2 separate regions of the Mus musculus genome follow, and region 2 is linked to region 1. Evidence: chromatin contacts called from public HiChIP or PLAC-seq data. All regions are on one chromosome and are shown on one strand. The core of a region is the stretch at or near the end of the contact, and the rest is flanking DNA. Distances in the headings are between cores, read along the strand shown. Region 1 holds the start of Ptafr (platelet-activating factor receptor). Region 2 overlaps Eya3 (EYA transcriptional coactivator and phosphatase 3).

Evidence for each region. HiChIP or PLAC-seq counts read pairs in DNA pulled down with a chosen protein or histone mark.
Region 2: an H3K27ac HiChIP or PLAC-seq map of the HPC-7 cell line shows a contact between it and region 1, with 7 times the contacts expected there. The contact joins the enhancer-like site here to the promoter of Ptafr in region 1. A contact is called at or near these places in 13 of 39 promoter capture datasets (HPC-7-derived erythroid cells, the SN4741 cell line, embryonic stem cells and 8 more), 1 of 15 datasets of contacts at CTCF or cohesin (CD8 T cells), 6 of 484 Hi-C or Micro-C datasets (the HPC-5 cell line, bone marrow-derived macrophages, embryonic fibroblasts and 2 more), 8 of 115 datasets of contacts at active chromatin or transcription factors (the HPC-7 cell line, bone marrow-derived macrophages, embryonic stem cells and 2 more) and 4 of 9 other capture datasets (adipose tissue, embryonic stem cells, liver and 1 more).

Annotation. Positions count from the first base shown.
Region 1 is chr4:132,562,425-132,565,525 of GRCm38.p6, reverse strand. Ptafr (platelet-activating factor receptor) reads right to left here and starts at 1,459. Exons shown (of 2, transcript NM_001081211.2): 1 at 1,252-1,459.
Region 2 is chr4:132,651,177-132,654,414 of GRCm38.p6, reverse strand. The region is part of intron 1 of Eya3 (EYA transcriptional coactivator and phosphatase 3); the gene reads right to left. Among named protein-coding and RNA genes, the nearest start is that of Eya3, 14 kb to the right of the region's middle. Within about 2 kb of position 1,369, at least 99 of the 459 cell types and tissues checked have an H3K27ac peak or open chromatin away from gene starts, as enhancers often do. A contact at or near this core is called in the HPC-7 cell line, the SN4741 cell line, adipose tissue and 4 more, where this site is marked.

The DNA.
Region 1 (3,101 bases), core at 210-2,709:
CTCACTGACCATCTGGAGCGCATTCTAGTGCTCTGTCAAGCCGCAAATGAGAGAGCTATGAGTCCTTTATCCCTCAGTATCCCCCAAGTCTTCGGCCAGCAGCTCTGGTTTGTCGGCATCACCCCAAGACTTCCTGCAAGGGAGAGATAGCCAGTACCACACTGGCCTTTGTCCCCAACACCTGAGATTTAACGTGGCAACCTTTTGTGGACCTTTGTACCAGCCACCCAGTTATCAACATCCTCTGCAGTGGGTGTGGTCCCGGGGACCTAGCTCCATCCCAGACACTTTAGCTCAGCCTCCCAGGAAAGTCTGCTGGGGAGATGACATTGATTATACACAGAGAAGGTGTATAACTTCTCCAAAGTCACACAGCTAATAAAGCAAATGGAGGTCTGCTCACAGACCTCTAAGCCCTTGCCTCCCGTCCTCACCATCGCCTCCCAGAAGTTAAGGCTAAGATGGCTCCATCTCACTCTCAGAAAAGAGGGGTTCCCTTGGAGTGTCCCAGCACCTGATCACAGGCCAGAAATACCTACCACTCAGAAGGCTGAGAGAGGGTTAAGGACTAAGACTAGAGGATGGAGAGATGGCACAGGGATTAAGCGCCCTGGACACTCTTGGAAAGGACCCAGGTTTTGTTCCCAGCATCCACACAGTGGCTCACAATCATCTCCGAACTCCAGTTCCAGAGATCTGACCCCCTCTTCTGAACCCCAAGGCGCCAGGCATGCACACAGTGAGCATTCGTACTTGTATACACATACAATAATCCAAGGTTGCCTGTGCTACACAGTGAGTTCAAAGCCAACCTCGGCAGTGTGTAAGACCTCGATGTAAAATAAAAGTCAGGGATGGTGAGATAGCTCAGTAGGTAGAGGCATCTGCTGCTAAGCCCGAGAAGTGAAGCCAATCCCCAGGCCCCACATGGAAGAAGGAGAGAACAGACCGTCACAAGCTGCCCTTTGACCCACACATGTGCACCGTGACACATACATATACACACAATAAGCAAATAAAACGTAAAACAAGGGCTAGTGGCCAAGCATGTGTGTAGCCCTGGCTTTGGCCTGTCGCACAGCCATAAAGCTCTTCTTGAATATTAAGCCTGGCCTGAGAAAGATGCCAGATGGTTCTTTTAAAATCCAGCCACCCATCTACCTTAGTATGACCTGGAGGCATGACTCTGGCCTCCTGAGGAGACCTGTGTAGGGTTCTCCTTTGCCCAGCCAGGGCTGGGACCCTCCTTACCTGTAGGAGGAGCTCAGCCGTAGGCTCTGCTCCCTCCTGGTCCAAGCCTCAGCTCGAGCCTCTGTGTTGTGGCCTGGCAATTGCAGAAGTGAGGAAACAGAGCAAAGCACTGCCAAGTCACCCCTGGGAGGAAACACAGTGACCCAGGGCCCCTCCACCAGATGCCACAGGAACCTCCACACGGACTGAGCCAGCCAGACTCAGTACTGCAGAGGTTTCCTGCAGAGCAAGCAAAGGACAGAGAGGGTGTCAGACAGGGGGTGTGGAAAGGGGCGGGGTGGGGGAGGAGAGGGAGACACACAGAGACACAGAGAGACACACAGAGAGAACCAAAAGAAGCAACAAACAGTTGGCACGAGGAGAGGGAAAGAGAGTCAGAAAGGAGGGGAGAAGGCGAGAGGGGTAGAGGGAGGGAGAACGGCTGATGTAAACAGGAGCGCATGGGAGGAATGAGAGAATACAGAGAGGAGATTCAGGGAGGGACAAGGGAAAGGATGGATGACAGACAGAGAGCAGTCTGCACCGGAGACTGCCCAAGAGCTTGTGTGAATGAACACACCAGCGCATATACCTCTGTAGGGGAGAGAGAGGTGGGGGAGGGAGAAGCCACTAGATGAGGAGAGGGAGCTGGAAGCATAGCTTTGGTCATTAAGACTGGGCAGGGAATCCCTGGTGAGCAAGAAGAACTGGGCCCAAGAAACCCCTGGGAGCCCAGAACCACAGGGCTGGAGGAAGGAGGAAATTTCTCAAGCCCTTGAGCTAGAGTTCAGCTGCAAGTGAGTTCCCGGTAGGAAGAGAGGGTGAAGAGGTGTGGGCAGCTGGGGTAGAAGCCAAGTGAATTTGGTGTGAGAGCATGAGTCAGGTGAGGACTTCCATGTACGCAAATGAGAGAACCCCTTGTTTTGGTTTCCTTCTGCATAGCACTCAGGAGGTCAGCCAGGCTCCATGATAGACGCTGTCTATGGATAGCAGACCCCTCAGGTATCAGCTGACCCAAAGCCCCCTCCTAAACATCAAGGAAAAATGAAGCCGAAAGAGAGGAAAGTCTGTCTTATGGTGAGACATGGCGCCAAGTCTGTCTTGGAGAGCCAAGAAGGCAGGGATTCTGACTCCCCACCCAGTGCCTAGCCTCAGGTCCTGAGTAGCCAAGCTAGCCCCTTGCTGCTGGTCAGATGCCACCGGTGTTCCTTGTCAATGCTAAAATGGTTCCTTACAGGTCAGAGCATCATTAACATGAGCTTCAGCTCCGAAGAACTAAAACAACCGGGTGTGTGGCTCACATGTATAATCCCAGCCCTTAGAAGGCAGAGACCGGGAGTTCAAAGTCATTCGTGGCTACACACTGAATTCAAAGCTAGCGTGGGCTACATAAAATGCTATACAAGAGGAAGAGGTGAGAAGAGGAGGAGGAAAAGAGGGAGACGGCTCATTTGGTAAGTGTGTCTATGACTTGAGTTCAATCAGGGGCCGGGGATGGGGGGATGGGGGAGTCAGAGGTGGTCGTGCATGCCTATCATCTAGCAATGGAGAAGCAGTATGGAGGCTCCCTAGGGCTTGCTGGCCAGCCAGTCTAGCCAAATCACAAACTTCAGGTTCAGTGAGAGATGCTGTCTCAGAAACTAAAGTGACTGTATGTTGGCTATATGGCTCAGAGGGTAAAGGTGCTTGCTGCATAGCCTAATGACCTGACTTCAATCCCTAGGACATGCATGGGGAAAAGGGAGGTGAGGGTCTACTCTGGCCTCCATACTTGCACCATGGAGCACAAAAATGCACAGACACACAGACACAGACACACACACACATACACTAAAATACATAAGACAACGAACAGAGTTGGACATGGTGAT
Region 2 (3,238 bases), core at 120-2,619, 89 kb before region 1:
ATACCACCAAAACCAAATCAAATCAGAGTAGCTTACAAAGAAACAACGCTGTTCATTTCAGAACCTCCTCAATCCTGGCGAGTGTATTGGGGACACTTGCCAATTCATACTCTAACACATCTGTGAATAGATATGTGAATAGCCATCAATTATATTATACCTAAGTACTATTGCTATCAATAGAGAATTCTTCCTTCTAATAATTTTTAAGTTGAAATATAAGTCTGCTAATAGAAAGATTCAAGTATTTTTTACATTTTCAGCATTTTTTTTAATGTGCTACAACTTGTATTCTTTTCTTTTTTTCCTTTTCTTTCTTGTGATTCTAGAGAGCAAAGCAAGGGCCTCACACAGACTAAGTACTCTACAGTCTACCACTGAGCATATAACAGCTCAGCCATAAAGCTTCTAACATTACGTCACCCCAACTTTTTTTTTAATTGACACAGGCTACATAATAGAAAGTCACACTCACTAGCAACCGAGGAAGCTGTATAACATAAACACAATTCTTGTTTCCACTCTGAGTAACGAGAGTACAGAATTGTTGCAAACATCTTAGAATTCTTATTCCCATGGATTAGTTGTAGTTTGTACATATTTTTACCATTAGTGAAACCTGACAATATTCTGTGGTAAGATGCAGATTTAAAAACACCAAATAATAACAGCTATGATACAGAAGTGAAAAGATTTCAGTGCTATGAAAATGAGCATAGTAAGAATGCAGTTACTAGCTGATGAAGTTACAAACATGCTGGGTTAGTCTTTTAGTTTAAATACCTTTCAAGCACTTGAGCAATAAAGTCTCAATAACTTCCAAGTTTCCGTTCTCACTCCTAGTTTCTAAATACACTTGCTTTATCATCTTGTCTGAAGATGAGAACTCGTTAGTATTCATATGCCTTCATGGAAATATGAACATAAGTAACATATGGGTTTAATGGGTTATATTTAGGATATATATGTACATACAAATATACATGCATGTAATAGCAATTAATGAAAAAAGAAGCTATAACTTTGAAGAAGAGGAGAGAGGGAAATACAGGAAGGTTTGGGAGAAATGTGAAATTAAACTGCAATCTCAAAAAAATATATCAAGAAGAAAAATAGTATTTCCTAAGAGTTCACATTTCTCTACACTGTCAATGAAAAAGCTAAAAACTGGTTTGATTCAAAGAAGCTGACAGTTCTGTTCTTCTGACAGTTCTGTTCTTTTGTCAACTTTTTCAGGAGGTTGGGGGGGGGGGGCGGAGAGCCCTCACAATGTTGCCCAGGCTTGCCAAGAAATCCTGCTCTCAAGTGACAGCTCTCTGCTGAGTCACCTCTCCCGTGCCAACATCATTTCCTCTGTTTATTCTGCAGGGACACTGGGTTTGTGCGGTGCACATGTGGAGCTCAGAGGACAGCCGCAGCAGTCAGCCCTCTCCTTCCACCATGTGGGTTCTGGGGATTCCATTCAGGCCACCAGGCTTGGCAACAGTGCTGTTACCAGCTGAGCCATGAGTCCTGGAACACCCAACTTTAGAATACTATTGTAGTTTCATATGGTCATAAACAAAGCCAAATCTTTGTATAATAGCACAACTACTTTTATTTTCATGGCTAAGAAGTTAGAAAGTAGATAATTAGTAATAAATACTTTATACTTCAAATTTCTAGATTCCTACTTCATAATCTTTCTTTTGTAGCTGAATCAAAGCATTATTTATCTTGTGATCCCTATGGTCCTAAGAACTTAGTCTATTTCAATGTGCTATGCTACTGCAGAAAGGGGAATTAAGTATATATTTATATATACTGTGCCTATGTAAAAGTATGTATGCATCACTCTTGATTACAACTTCAAGAGACGTGTATAAATAATGCAAGATACCTGAGTATATTATATACAGCAAAGGAATTTACAGGCAGTTAGGTGGGCACAGAAGTATTCAAAGATTAACACAGTTCCTTTTTTTTCCAGGACAGGTTTCTCTGTGAATATCTGGCCATCCTAACGTGCTCTTACCAGTGACTAACAGTGGGTGATGCAAAGGAGGAATCTGGATTTTATACATTAGCTTTCAAATAAGTAAATAAAGGCTTGTTCCAATACTTATATATTTCTTCCTGAAAATTAGACAAAAAAATGGCAATAATAACGATTGTGAGGAAGAATGGAGGCTGTAAAAACTGAACATCTCAGCACCAGCTAGAGATAGAGAGGACAAGGGCAGGGTGAGAGAGCGAGTGCATTCCTTTCACCGCCTCACTCAGCTCTCGCTCTATCCTAAGACACAGGCAGCATCTTGGAGTCACCAGATTTAAACAACCTGCCAAAGACCAACTGAATGATGTTACTGTAGGTTAAAGTAGAAATCCGCTATAAAGACCAAGAGGATAGTGATAATGGCTGCACATGATTAAAATACTTGGTATGTCCATTCTCTCTCTCTCTCTCTCTCTCTCTCTCTCTCTCTCTCTCTCTCTCACACACACACACACACACATACACACACACACACACACACACACACACACACACACACAGAGCAGACTAGAAAGACAAACTTATGATCAAACCTAAAAAGTATTTACAATATGAAATAAACAGCTGGGTGCTGTGAAACACAGCTTTAATCCCAGCAATGGGGATGCAGCTAGCTATGAGGCTAGCCTGGTCTATATAGTGAGTTCCACACCAGTCAGAGCTACAGAGACAAACTAGTGTGTGAAACAGTGAGAAGAGCTGATTATCAGTGCGTAGAGAACATTCACCTCACGTGCTATCATTAATTACAAATACATGAAGAACCAAGCTTTCAAAACTTTGAGAGGAAAAACAGAGTTCCACAGTATTCCACCTTTATCCATAAAGAGAGAAATTTATGAGCAACGGAAGAAAACAGAAGAGAGAGATTAACAAATCCTGTTGTATAAAATAAACTGTCTTAAAAATAAAAAACCCTAAAAGTTACCTGGGTTAAGAAGATAAATCAGAGCTCGGAGTGACGGCGCACACCTTTAGTCCCAGTACTCAGGAGGCAGAGGCAGGTAGATCTCTGAGTTTGAGGCCAGCCTGGTCTACAGAGATTCAAGGTAGCCAGGGCTACACTGAGAAACTGTCTCAAAAGACTTAACAAGACAAATCAAAACAAACAAAAAAGAAAGACAAACCCCATTCAGATCCAGGTATAAAGTGGACACCAGACCAAGCTCTCAGCACAGAGGAGAATTATCTGCCCCAGAAGGA